2 separate regions of the Rattus norvegicus genome follow, and region 1 is linked to region 2. Evidence: chromatin contacts called from public Hi-C data. All regions are on one chromosome and are shown on one strand. The core of a region is the stretch at or near the end of the contact, and the rest is flanking DNA. Distances in the headings are between cores, read along the strand shown.

Evidence for each region. A called contact is a pair of places that touch in the nucleus more often than the background predicts.
Region 1: a contact with region 2 is called in a Hi-C map of liver, with 4 times the contacts expected there. The contact joins two enhancer-like sites. A contact is called at or near these places in 11 of 12 Hi-C or Micro-C datasets (the Rat2 cell line, Schwann cells, frontal cortex and 6 more).

Annotation. Positions count from the first base shown.
Region 1 is chr6:74,904,987-74,911,392 of GRCr8, forward strand. It overlaps Ap4s1 (adaptor related protein complex 4 subunit sigma 1), which reads left to right. Exons shown (of 6, transcript NM_001130999.1): 6 at 4,494-4,876. The coding sequence ends at 4,622. Among named protein-coding and RNA genes, the nearest start is that of Strn3, 39 kb to the left of the region's middle. Within about 2 kb of position 2,570, at least 34 of the 93 cell types and tissues checked have an H3K27ac peak or open chromatin away from gene starts, as enhancers often do. A contact at or near this core is called in liver, where this site is marked.
Region 2 is chr6:74,838,852-74,845,798 of GRCr8, forward strand. The region is part of intron 1 of Strn3 (striatin 3); the gene reads right to left. Among named protein-coding and RNA genes, the nearest start is that of Ap4s1, 26 kb to the right of the region's middle. Within about 2 kb of position 4,695, at least 15 of the 93 cell types and tissues checked have an H3K27ac peak or open chromatin away from gene starts, as enhancers often do. A contact at or near this core is called in liver, where this site is marked.

The DNA of each region.
Region 1 (6,406 bases), core at 1,320-3,819, 64 kb after region 2:
ATTGAGTATAATATGAAGTTCATATATGTATGTGTTTATGTGAAGCCACTGCTGGAACCAGTATATCTGCATCAGCACAGTTGTCTGGAGAAATAGCCATCATAAATTCATTGGAGACCTCTTTTGAAGTCATCTGTGGAAAGGTAATTGCCCCTTAGTGGTGAGTGACCTAAACCTAGGATCCTATTGGGCTTTTTAGTCTGTCTTTTTTTTTTTTTTAAGATTTATTTATTTTATGTATGTGAGTACACTGTAGTTGTCTTCAGACACACCAGAAGAGGGTATCAGATCCCCATTACAGATGGTTGTGAGCCACCATGTGGTTGCTGGGATTTGAACTCAGGACCTCAGGAAAAGCAGTCAGTGCTCTTAACCGCTGAGCCATCTCTCCAGCCCGTCTTTTTATTTACTTAATTTTTTTTTTTACTGTGTAGAGGTGTTCTGCGTGTACATGTGTGTGCTTGGTGCCCTTGGAGGCCAGAAGAGGACATCAGATTCCCTCAGAACTAGAGTTAGAGATGGTTGTAAGCCACTAGGTGGGTACTGGGAATTGAACCCAGGTCTTCTGGAAGAGCAGCAGTGCTGTTAACCACTGAGCCATCTCTCCACCCCATGGCATTGTATCTTAACTAAGCCATTGAAAGCAATTCAAAATAAATCTGCTTCTAACTGGACAGGAGAGTGGAAAAGCAGTCACCAGGTAAACGACAAGAGCTAGCAGACACTTCTGGAGTTCAAAAGCTCAAGATCCACTTTGGCCTTGCCACTAACTGCCCGTTGTATTGAGCAAGCCACACTTATTTCCAAGGGGATAATCAAGCCAGAGAAGCTTGAGTACTGGCTCAGCCTGGCCTGGGGTCCTGTCGTGACAGAGGTGGGGCGGCAGAGCCCCAGAAAGCCCCTTTCCTCTCTGTGCTGTTTAAGGCTTTAAGGCTGAGAGGTTCTCTGCACTGGACTTTAAGAAATAAGGCAAACCCTTTACATTTCTCCTCAGTCCACACTCAGTCCTATTTCCTGCTGAGACTTACAAAACCAGACAGATGGGATTTAAACAGAAATGACCCAAGCACAAAAAATCAGTTCAGGAATTCTGGCTTCATTCCAGTATGTGGAACCCCCTCGGTGCAGTGGTGTCCAGTGAGCAAACTGTCCCCTTGAGACTGAGCACTTCAGTGACCTGAGTCACCTTATGAGGAATAAGTGCCTCACGGTGTCCTCCTCAGTGCTGGGATCATACCTGAGCCACCGCCTCCAGCTCTTACCTTTCAGTGAGTTCTCTGATGCTCCAAGGTACCATATCTTACCGTCTCTCCCAACCCTCTGTCTTGCCCTACTCACTTTGTCCCTTGTGTCTTGGTTATTTTAGTCAAAAGTAGTAACAAGAAGTTATAAGAAGCAGTGGGAGTTAGGGCTCATTGTCCTGGCGCTGAGCTGGGGTGGGGTTCACGGGGAGAGCATTAGTCTAGCATTCCTAAGGCTCTGGTTCAATCCCAGGAAAGCAAGCTAGAAAGAAATACACATAAAGCCACAGCTTACATTCATACTTTTAGATCTATTTTATGTGTTTTGTCTGTATGTATTTCTGTGTGTCACATCTGTGCCTAACACGGAAAGGAGTTGAGAACAGGGTGCCACATCTCCTGGACCTAGAGTTACAGATGGCTGTGAACTGCTATGTGGGTGTCCTTAACTGTTGTTGAGTCATCTCTCCAGCTCCTAGAAGAAGCCATTTTGGTGTCATATCAGGCTATGGCTTGCTCCATTCTCTCACTTGTTAAAGACAATTAACCAGCCATGTTCATATTTAAAATCCTGCAGGGATGAGTGATGGGAAGGCAGGGAGAGAAGGGCCAGGAGTTCAAGTCCATCTTCAACTACCATAGCAAGGTCAAGGCCAGTCAGACTACCTAAGATCCTGGCTTGAGGAAAATAAAACATGTAAGAAGCATATATATGAAACAACACACACACACACACACACACACACACACACACACACACAAACATGTAAGTTTTAGGAGCTGGAGAGCAGCTCCTTGTGTAGGTCACATCTAGTGTTCCGTTACAGTTTGCCTTCCATAGCAGTCCTCAGTGGTTTTGGGTTTCCTTGTTGAGAGACATGGATTTAGTGAATGTGCTCTCGGGAAGTTGTACGTGGTCTTCAGGGTCAGTCATGTTCAACCCAGGCTGAAGGAAGTTCTTTCCCTGGTTGCTTGAATTAATGGATCACAGTCCAGTTCCTTCTTGCTTCCTCCAGTTCCAAATGTCAGAGCTGAATTTTACTGTTTACTGCATCCAGGCTTGGCATATAGGACACTTTCTTGGTTCCTGGCATATGGCCCAAATGCCACTAATTTTGGCTGCACCAGTGTGTACAAGTTGCTCATAAATCAAATCAAGATACAAGCAACAGCTGGATTCCTATTTTAAAGGAGGCATGTGACTTTAGGGAGCCATCGGGAACTGGTCTAGGTTTACTCACGTGGTGCAGAACTGGGTGATCATTAGGGTTTGAGCCAGATACAGAGATAGCCAGACAGTCATGTGTGCACAGTACATGACCTCACTGACTAACTTGTGTTTCCAGGAGGCTGGGAAAGTCAGGCTTGCCAAAGGACCTTGTCCTTGCAGTGTGCGTGTGCCCGTGGTTGGCGTGATTCAGCAGTAAGTTCTGACTCGAATTTTAGAGCAGCCGGCAGTTGCTCGAGGGGATATCCAAACGACAGCTGTTTATTTGCTGAAGATGTAAGAGTTTGATCAGTGAAACAACAGATGAGGTTTCCTGATCCAGAGATCAGGAAAATAAGCAGTAAAGCCCACTGCCCTCGATGCCTCGAGTCCAAGGGTCTGTTTCATTCAGCCACCTGGGCTGCTGAACTCCACAGACAGGCTGTTATCTACCCCAGGCAGACATCTAGCTTGCTTCCTATGGGGAAATGACCTTGAACTTCTGATCTTCCTGTCCTCACCTCCCAAGAGTGGAGATTACAGGAGTGCATTTCTGCACCTTGTTCAGAGGGCACTGGGATCACAAGCGCTAGACAAGCACTGCCCACTGAGCTGCACCCACTCCTGGCTCCAGTGCTCTTTGACTGGGTTCTCATTTTGTCTCAGCTTGTAAGCTCTGGCCACTGGTTCTGATGAACAGGGCTGAACCTAACTTCATTTCAGTCCTACTTTGGCCTAGGACAAAGCAATCATCTATATAATTGGAAGACATTATTAATAGGTATATCAGAGCAAAGGGTTTTTTCTTTCTGGGTCACTTAGGGACAGTTCCCATCGGCTCCTCTATTCTGCTAGAGGGCTATTTGCACAGAACTTAATGAGATGTTAACAGAGTCTAATGGAAACTGAAGTCATTCACAGGCTGTCCCAGTCTCTGTAGACAGACTTCACTGAACAAGTACAGTAGAGACTTTGAATATCAGGAATTGACCAATATCAGGTAATTTTTTGTTTTGCAAATATTCACTAATTACAAGCTCACTGGTGTTTCTAATCACCTATTTGTCAAATGAAGTTTTTCCATCTGAGGCAGCTGTTTCTTTTCACACAGTTCCTTAAAAATAGAACCTAATGTTTCAAATGTAAAATTGAGAAACATCCAACCATGGCAACCACCTTGCTCCACAGTGAGATGCCCAGATGGAGGGATTCTCGGGGAGTCTGGGGCTTTCTGGTTCCTCATTGCCAGCGCCCTCTCTTCCAGTCTGAGACTAGCTTCCCAGTGAACACTTCCCCACGTTAAGGCTTCAGAATCTGAGAGATGCCATTTGTGAAACTCAGAGCTTGGGTCTTGGGGGAGTTTAGTCAGCTTCCGCTTCTTTCTTCTTTCCTTCTGCCTGGCAGAGAGGACAGCTGATGCTGCAGGCCAAGAAGGACATTTGCTGTGGGTATGTAGAGCCTGGGACTGGCTCCTGGAGAGAAAGAAGCCTGGGGAACAGAGCAGGCAGTCCAGCCCAGCACTGGCGTGTACCTGCCCTGTGACTTTGGCCAGACTTTGGACTGTTTACGTCTGAATAAAGTGAGGCTTGTGCAGAAGACTGGAGTTTACAATAAGGCGTTCATCACAACGTCTGGAACCCCAGCTTCCAACAGGCACTGATGCGATTACTGAGGCTGAGCTGTTACCGGCTGTGTTCTCTGGCATTAAACATTCTACCCCCTGTGCCACTCTGCACTGGGATGGGGCTCAGTGCTAGAGCTTTGCCTGGGTTCCATCCTAAGCACAAATACATACACTCGTATGTGCACACACACTCAGGTGCACATGCACACATGCTCACAAACATAATCTGAGTAGCTGTTTCATTTCATTATCTGCCTACCCGACTTGCTTAGCCAAGATGAATACAGGTGTGCACATGTGTATGGAGGTAATGTCTCAGGATCTAAGGCAAACCTCATGTTAGGTTTCTTTGTACTAGGCTAAGCCACGCCATTACTTACATCTACTAAATTCTCCAACTGATTTCCTTAATGTGACGTAGATAATGTTTAATTTGGACAAAGTCCACATCATTTTGGATGAGATGGTGTTAAATGGCTGCATTGTGGAAACTAACAGAGCAAGAATTCTTGCCCCGCTACTGATTCTTGACAAGATGTCGGAGAGCTGACGAAGACAAGGTTTGAGCCATGTGAAGGCCAAGAAGACATCAGAAACAGCAGCCTTCTGGAAACTGTCACTACTACCTATCTCCCAGAGTTCCTAAAGAGAAAACACATTCTGTACAAACAAAATGTCTCTCTTAACAGAGAGCCACAGTCTTACTTGGTGAATGTAGGCTTGCTTCCCTCTGCAGAACAGCAGGGCTGCAACATGGCAGCTGTCCCATCAGCCAATAAACTTCAAATTTACTTGACCACGTGATATTTGGTTAACGTCCTTCTGCTTGCTACCCCTCTCCTTAAAGTCCTGAGAGTACTCTCTCTCCACTGTGCTATATACAGCCCTAGGTATGCTGCCACCTTTCCTAAAGAGTGTGTGTGTGTGTGTGTGTGTATGTGTGTGTGTGTGTGTGTGTGTGTACATGCAGAGACTAGAGGCCAGCCTCGGTGCTCTTGTATTTAAATAGACTTCTAACTTATTTTTTGAGAACATCATACATGTGTGCAGTGTATTGATCATATCCGCCTTTCACTCCCCATCTTTGTTTTTGAGACAGGTCTTTCTCTGAACCTAGAGCTCACTGACTGGGCTTGAGTGGCTGGCAGCACAGGGATCCTGTCTTCAGCGTCTCAGGACTGGGATCACAGACGTGTGCTGCTCTCCAGAATTTAAGTTCTGAAGGTCTGGACTTGGGTTCTCAGGGTTATACAAGCCAGTCTACCACCTAAGCCTCCTCTTCAGACCTATTTTATTTTGTTTTGTTTTATTTTGTTTTATGAGGTTATGTGCAGTGCCTCCAGCTTGGGATGTACAGAGGGATGACCTTGTGAGTTCTGGGCCTACCTGAGCTGTGTAGCAAAATTCTGTCTCAAACAGACAAAAAACCAGAAGTTTATTTTAACACACGCACCTAGGAAATTCATATTCACTTGCCAGTTTCTGGAAGTGTTTGATACCCACCTTAAGGATATTTAGCAATTATGCCAACAAGCAGTTAACTTCACGGTGCTCTGAAATAATCATGATATAGTACAAGAGTTCTCGCAGCTATTATGATGCCACGTTTTACTATTATCCTTGCATATTCAGACAGGGTCTCGGTATAGCCAGGGTGGCCCCAAAATTCTTACATAGCTGAGGATGACCTGGAGCTCCAAATCCTCCTGCCTCTACCTCCCAAGATCTGGGAGTACAGGTTATCATATGTGGTTATGGCATATTCTAAGTGTCTTCCTAGTAAGCTCATCAATAAAATTTACATTAGTTCCAAGAAATAGAACAAGACAATTTCATCAGGCTGGTGCAAAATAAGCACTTTCCTTCTCTTATTCTATGACAGTTTTGTTTTTAAATTAACACACAAGGTATTTTATAAAAATTGTCAACACTTGACGAACTTTGTGCTAAATGTCTGTATTGTTCCAATCTTATGTATGTGCTGCTGAAGCGAGCACGTGACGTGTCTGAGTCCATCTTCAGTGTTTTAGAACAGTCAGTACAGAGAAGAGCCCCTGCTGCCCGCGCCCTGCCAAAACCTTCTGCCACTCAGACGACAGAGTACACAGGGCTGTCTTACCAAGAGCGTGTATGTGCAGACTGGTGTGAGGGGCTGTGCATGGGGGGAAGCAGAACTCTATGGACCCTGTGCTGCTCTCATATAAGGATGGGGAGAGAAGACAGTTTTCTAAAATTTTATATACAGATTTTAGAGTTTTAATCTATAAAGACCAGAAAACTAGACATAGGAGACTGTAAAAGCCAATGTGGACTGTTCGGACCTCAGTTGGGAAG
Region 2 (6,947 bases), core at 3,445-5,944:
TGAAAGAGAAAATGGACTAACAAACCCACCATGCTAAAACCATTGATATTCACCTAAATTAATCGAGATTTAATTTCAATCTCCAAATGTATGTCTGCATAGCTATATATAAAAAGAGATGGCTCAACAATCTCTCTTAAAAAGAGAGATGAAGAGTGCATGCAACTTTTACAGAGGACCAGTTTGGTCTTGGTAGGCATCCATGGTGTTGGCAGTGAAGTAGAAGAGATAAAAAGCTTACAACCGCCTCTTAACTCTAGCACCAGTGGCACGTGCGCACGCAAACACACACACACACACACACACACACACACACACACACACACACACACACAGAGAGAGAGAGAGAGAGAGAGAGAGAGAGAGAGAGAATAAACCTTTAAAGAAGTAAAATTTACAAAGAATTTTAGTTGCCAAAACAGTCCTGACCACTGGGAAGGAAAAAAGATGCTAAATATCATGGTTGGGTTTTTGTCACCTCAACAAAGCTAGAAGTATTTGGGTATTTGTGAAATGACACCTCAACTGAGTAAAATGCTTCCTCCATTAGACTGCCTAAAGGAAAGGGGAAGGGCATTTTCTTCATAATGATGAATGGGGGAGGACCCAGTTCACTGTGATTGGTGCCACCCCTGGCAGGTGGTCCTGAGAGCAAACTGAGGAAGGGGTGGGAGGCAAGCCAGTAATCCAAATTCCTGCATGGCTTTTGCTTCAGTTCTTGTCTTCAGGCCCCGCCCTGACTTACCTCAGTGACAGCACATGACCCAGAGATTTGTTAGTTGAAAACAACCCATCCTTTCCTCCCTAGTTGCTTTTTTTTTTGTTTTTTTTTTTTTTTTCGGAGCTGGGGACCGAACCCAGGGCCTTGCGCTTCCTAGGTAAGCGCTCTACCACTGAGCTAAATCCCCAGCCCCCCTAGTTGCTTTTTATCATAGTGTTTCATCCCAACAACAGAAACCCTAAGGCAGAATTTAGTACTGGCAGTGAGGTACTGCTGGGACAGCAGACCCATGTTTTTAGGAAGGTTGTGGAAAGTCTTGGGCTAGAAAACTGAGTGTTGAGTGTTAATAATTAGTAAGCTAGTGTGGGAACGTAGAGATAATGCTGAAAGCAGTGCAGAGCATGTGAGTGAGGCCTGGCTTGTCAAGCCTCAGAGACAAGTTTGGAGTCTCTTAAAGGCTCTACCAAGACCATTTAATATTTTAAATTAAGAATCTGAGTTTAATTCTAGCACTTAGGAAGCAAGTGAATCTCCATGAGTTCCAGGCCAATCTGGTCTACGGCCTACAGTCTAAATAGTGAGTTCCCAACAGTCAGAGCTATGTAAAGAAACCACTTTAAAAAAAAAAATCTGCAGCTAAAGAATCAGCTATGATTAAGAAGTGACCGGCATCGGACTGTAGAGATGACTCAGTGGTTAAAAGTATCCTACTGCTCTTCAAGAGGACCTAAGTTCAATTCCGAATACCCATTTGAGGCAGGTCACAACTGCCCATAGCTCCAAGGAGATATAAAACCTTTGGCCTCTGTGAGTACCTGAACTCATATACACAACCAGATACAGACAGACAGACAGACAGACAGACAGACAGACAGACAGACAGACACACACACACACACACACACACACACACACACACACACCCCTAGACAAATCATTGCTGGGCAGTGGTGGCACATGCCTTTAATTCCAAGGCAGAGTTAGGGCTACACAGAGAGACCCTATCTTGAAAAAGAAAATCGAGGGGGCTGGAGAGATGGCTCAGTGGTTAAGAGTACTGACTGCTCTTCCAGAGGTCCTGATTTCAATTCCCAGCAACTACATAGTGGCTCACAACCATCTGTAATGGGATCCCATGCCCTCTTCTGGTGTGCCTGAAGACATTGACAGTGTACTCACATATATAAAATAAACAAATAAAAAAATTTTTAAAAAAAAGTTGCCTTGGTCATGGTTCTGTTCACACAGTAAATAAAACCCTAAGACAGAAGCTGGTATAGGGACTGTGGTATTGCTGTTATAGGCCTGACCATGCCTTAAAAAAAAAAAAGGAAGAAAGAAAGAAAGAAAGAAAAGAAAAGAAAGGAAGAAAGAAAGAAAGGAAGAAAGAAAGAAAGAAAGAAAGGAAGAAAGAAAGAAAGGAAGGAAGAAAGAAAGAAAGAAAAGCAAAAAGGGGAAGAGGGGGAACCAGCATCACTGAGGCAAAATCTTCTGGAAAATATTTCCTCAGATCAGCACACAAAGTTATAGCTCAGAGAAGACCAAGGCTGTATTTCATACTAGCAGTTGAACTTGTTGTGTAAGTGTCTCCCAAGTGGTGTAAAGGAGTCATAGAGTACATGCACTAAGAGGCCAAGAAAGGTTTTGGTAAGGGTGGGATGCAATTTCAGTGGGAGCAGAGCCTCAGGACTGAAGTGGTCATAGGGTGAAGCTGAGGCTCTGGCACCATTTGGCTGGTCAAAGTCCCTGAAGAGAGCTTAGGTGAGAATAAGGTTAAAGGTGTAGGAGAAACCCAGCAGTTTGGGAACACAGTGGCAGATGTGGGGTGGAGCTGGCTGGCCTGAGCCTTAAAGACAAGGCTTCTGTGCTGTACCAGGTAAAGCCAGAAAAGTGGGGCTGCCAAGCCCTTTGGCGTGCAGAAGATCTTAGGCCCCCAGGGTCTAACTCTGAGCTTTATACTGCCGGACTTCGGTTTTGCTTTGACTGTGACTGTGCCCTGGTTTGTCCCTCTTTGAGTAAGAAAACATATAATTTATTCACAGTTGAGAGACTTTGGTAGACAGTTATATAGGCATAATGTTATATACTGGGTAAATTTTATCCTTGTGTCATTCAAATGCTGATTTTTTTTCAAATGCACATTTTTCTCTGTCCACATAGCGTGTTTCAATTTGGGACTCGGAATTGTAATGCTATTCCAAGAATCTCCTGTCTCAAGTTTGTGTAAACAATTCTTACCATTTATTCTCTGCCTTGTCAATCAATAAAAGCTGATCATCAATAGCTGAGAATATAGAATAGAGAAGGACTCCCACCAGCCAGAAAGAAGAGTAAGATTCCACCACATGGAGAAAGAAAAGTGTTGAAAAGCGCTGCGGCTGAAGAATGAAAGACCTAAAGGCAAGTATTTTAGGATTTTGGCTGGGAGGTAGCCGATTAGTTCAGGGGATGAAAATAGATCAAATGACTGCCCAGGTATTGAGGTAAAGCCTTAACTAAATCTTGGTTTCTCTGTCGTTTTTGAGGAACTAGCTAGGGTTAAAAAACCCAGCCCCTGTGTTAATTTACTACATACAGTTATATTAAAATTAACATTTGGGCTGGAGAGATGGCTCAGCGGTTAAGAGCACCCGACTACTCTTCCAGGTGTCCTGAGTTCAATTCCCAGCAACCACATGGTGGCTCACAACCATCTGTAAGGAGATCCAATGCCCTCTTCTGGTGTATCTGAAGACAGCTACAGTGTACTTATATATAATAAATGAATAAATATTTTTAAAAAATTAACAATTCACTCATAGAAGAGAGTTGTCCTCTGGCCTCCATATGTATATGCATGCACACAAAGATAAGCAGATACAGACACATACACTAAATAAAGTTTAGTAAAAAGCGTCATTGGCGGCGGCAGTGTCATCATGGTGTTTATAGAGACAGGGTTTCTTTGTGTAATGGAGCCCTAGCTGTCCTGGAACTTGCTCTATAGACCATGCTGGCCTTTGTGTGTGTGTGTGTGTGTGTGTGTGTGTGTGTGTGTGTGTGTGTGTAGGATTTTTCTTTATTATATGTAAGTACACTGTAGCTGTCTTCAGACACACCAGAAGAGGGCATCAGATCTCATTACAGATGGTTGTGAGCCATCATGTGTTTGTTGGGAATTGAACTCAGGACTGCTGGGAAAGCAACCAGTGCTCTTGACCTCTGAGCCATCTCTCCAGCCCCCATATTGGCCTTGAACACAGAGATCCACCTGCCTCTGCCTCCCAAGGGCCGGGATCAAAAAGGTGTGCAACACCAATACCCAAAAGGTGTAAGAGGTGAGAGCATTTAGCTGCCTGTACCACATGATGAATCCCAGGCTTCCTGAAAAGCTAAGTACCAAGACCTGCCTCAACAAGCTAAAAGTGGGGAAAGAGCATCCTACAACGGAATGTGTGGTTGGGTCAACGAAGGTAGGACTTCCCATCCCTTTTTAACTGGAGTGCTGAGGTTTGCGTCCAGAGCTTCATATTTGCAAGGTAAGTACTCCAAAGAAATGTTTTCCCCAACAGAAAAAAATTGTTAAACACCAGCAAAATACTTTAACTGGTGACATCAATGGCTGTTTTTAACTAACCCTGATCTAAAAAGTAGAAAGGTAAGCCAGGCATAGTGGTGCATGCCTTTAATCCCAGCACTGAGTTCCAGGCCAGGCTGGTTCACACAGTTTCAGGGCAGACAGGGGCACACAGAGAGACATTGTCTCAAATGAACAAAGTAGAAAGGGAAGTAGTTAACTTGACACATTACCAAAGCAAAATTATACAAACTTGTTTTTACCTAGCCAATTTTAGTTAATAACTCAGCATAACCCAACCTTGTTCCTGAATTTCAACATCTGGTACCATGTTTTACATATCTCCTAAATTCATTCAACATTAGACAAAAGAACTATTTAGTATTTGCTGATGTTTGGGGACAACCACTAGAGGTCACCAGCATAAAACGTTTAATATTGATTCAAGCAGGATCAGTCTAAACGAGTCACAATTGTTTCCCTTTCCAGTACCCTTTACTAAAACAAGATTCAGTTAGAAATAATTTCAGGTGAACCACTAACATATAAAGTGAATTCTCCCCCTTCCCATACACACACACACGCATATAAAATGGTATCATTCAAGGGCTGAGAATAATGATTCGATGGTTAAGGGAGCTTGCCAAGTAACTGTAAAAACTAGAGTTTGGACCCAACACCCATATTACAAGCCAGGCCACTTGTGCATGACTGCAATCCCAGCTCCAAGGGAAGCAGGAGGACTGCTGGGACTTGCTGGCTTCCAGCTTATTTGAGAAACCCAGTTTCAGAAGAGATCCTGCCTCAAAGGTCAAAAGAACAGTTGCAGACAGACAAGAGCAGCTACATCCTCCTCTGGCCTCTGAGTGTGTACACACAGAAGTACATACAAATACAGTAAATAATCATACAAAGGGTTCAAAACACACACGCATGCTTCTAAAAAAGTGTGTATTTATTTCATGTAAATAAGATTATAAACAGCCTTCTTACTTCAGGTAAGGCTTGCCCCTACATGCTTAACAAAAAAAAATCATAATTTTTTAATTTTTTAAAATTCTGGAATAGATAATAGAGATAATAAATAGCCATCTATAATATTTGTTAAATATATATGGGTAAGTCTCATTTATGCCTTACAAACAAACCTATAACTTGGTGTATTTCCCCCACTTTCTTTACAGAAGAGTTCAGAGAAGTACACTGTTAAAGGAAATTCTCTTGCTTTTTCCCAAGAGAAACAGTGGAACCACTAAGACCTGAATTTAGACAATCTTAGTTTAGAATACACTCTTTTGCTTATAAAACAATAAAGCATCTATAACTAGCAGGGAAAAAAATCAGTTAAAGAAGTAAATGTGACAGTATTAATTACATTCACATCTAAAACCTGCATTAACTTCATTTCTGAATTAGAATATTTTTAAATTTTGTTTTGTGTGTATAGGGATATGGGGACTATGCACATCACTGAGTAAAATGAAGGTCAGAAGACAACTTGTAGGGGACCTGGTTCTTTCCTTGACCATGTGGGTTGCATGTATACAACTCATGTCATCAGCCTTGGCAGCAAGCACCTTTTACTTGCTAAGCCTTCTTGCCTATCCTGAATTAGAATTCTTAACAATAACAAGCTCTAAGCCAGTATAGCAAAATTATCTGAATTAGCAAGCAGAATAAAAAATACTGGTCAGCTCACTTTCAGATCAAAAATATTGGAATCCAATCCTTTTTTCATAAATACTTAAATTAGGCAAATGCCACCAGAATATAAGTTCAAATAAGGTATGAATTTTTCTATCTTTTCTATATCTACATCATTGATATAGTATTATACAAAGCAATGCTTGGCATACATGAAAGTATTTTTTAAAGATTTATTATGGGTGTAAAAGTATTTGTGTGCACATATGTGTGATGCAGCGCTCAGAAGGCAGTACTGGATCCCTTGAAGCACCAGATACAGGTGATTTTTGGTGTGAATTTGGGCCCTCTGAAGAGCAGTAGTAGTAAGTGCTCTTAACCATTTGACCATCTCTTTAGGTCCCATTTTTGTTCTAGTTTTTATAAGACAAGATCTCAAGAGCCCAAGATAACCTCAAACTCCTTATTCTGCTTCAATCTCTCAAGTGTTATGATTACAGATGTGTAGCAGCATGTCCAGTTTTATGTGATATAGAGGATGGAACCCCCTTGGGGCTATCCATGCATGCTAAGCAAGCCAGCACTCTATGAACTGAGTTACATCCTCAGGCAAACACCTTTGCTCTTGTTGAACAATGTTAGAAATTATAGTTTTCCGCTTTATGGATTATAAAATAAGGAAATAATCTTACATGTGTAATTCACTTTTATAAGGCTTTCTTTGTTAGTTTTGTGCATTTATTTTTATAAATAAAATAAATACATTTTTATGTGGATAGTTGCCCAAGGATATCAGAAGAGGGTGTAAGATCTCCTAGGAATTAAACCTGAGTCCTCTGGAAAAGCAGCCAGAGCTCTTAGCCACTGAGTTCTCTCCACACCCAACATGTACAATTCTTTTTTTTTCTTTAAGAAGCATTTATTTATTTTATGTATGTGAGTACACTGTAGCTGTCTTCATACACAGAAGAGGGCATTGAATCCCATTACAGATGGTTGTGAGCCACCATGTGGTTGCTGGAATTG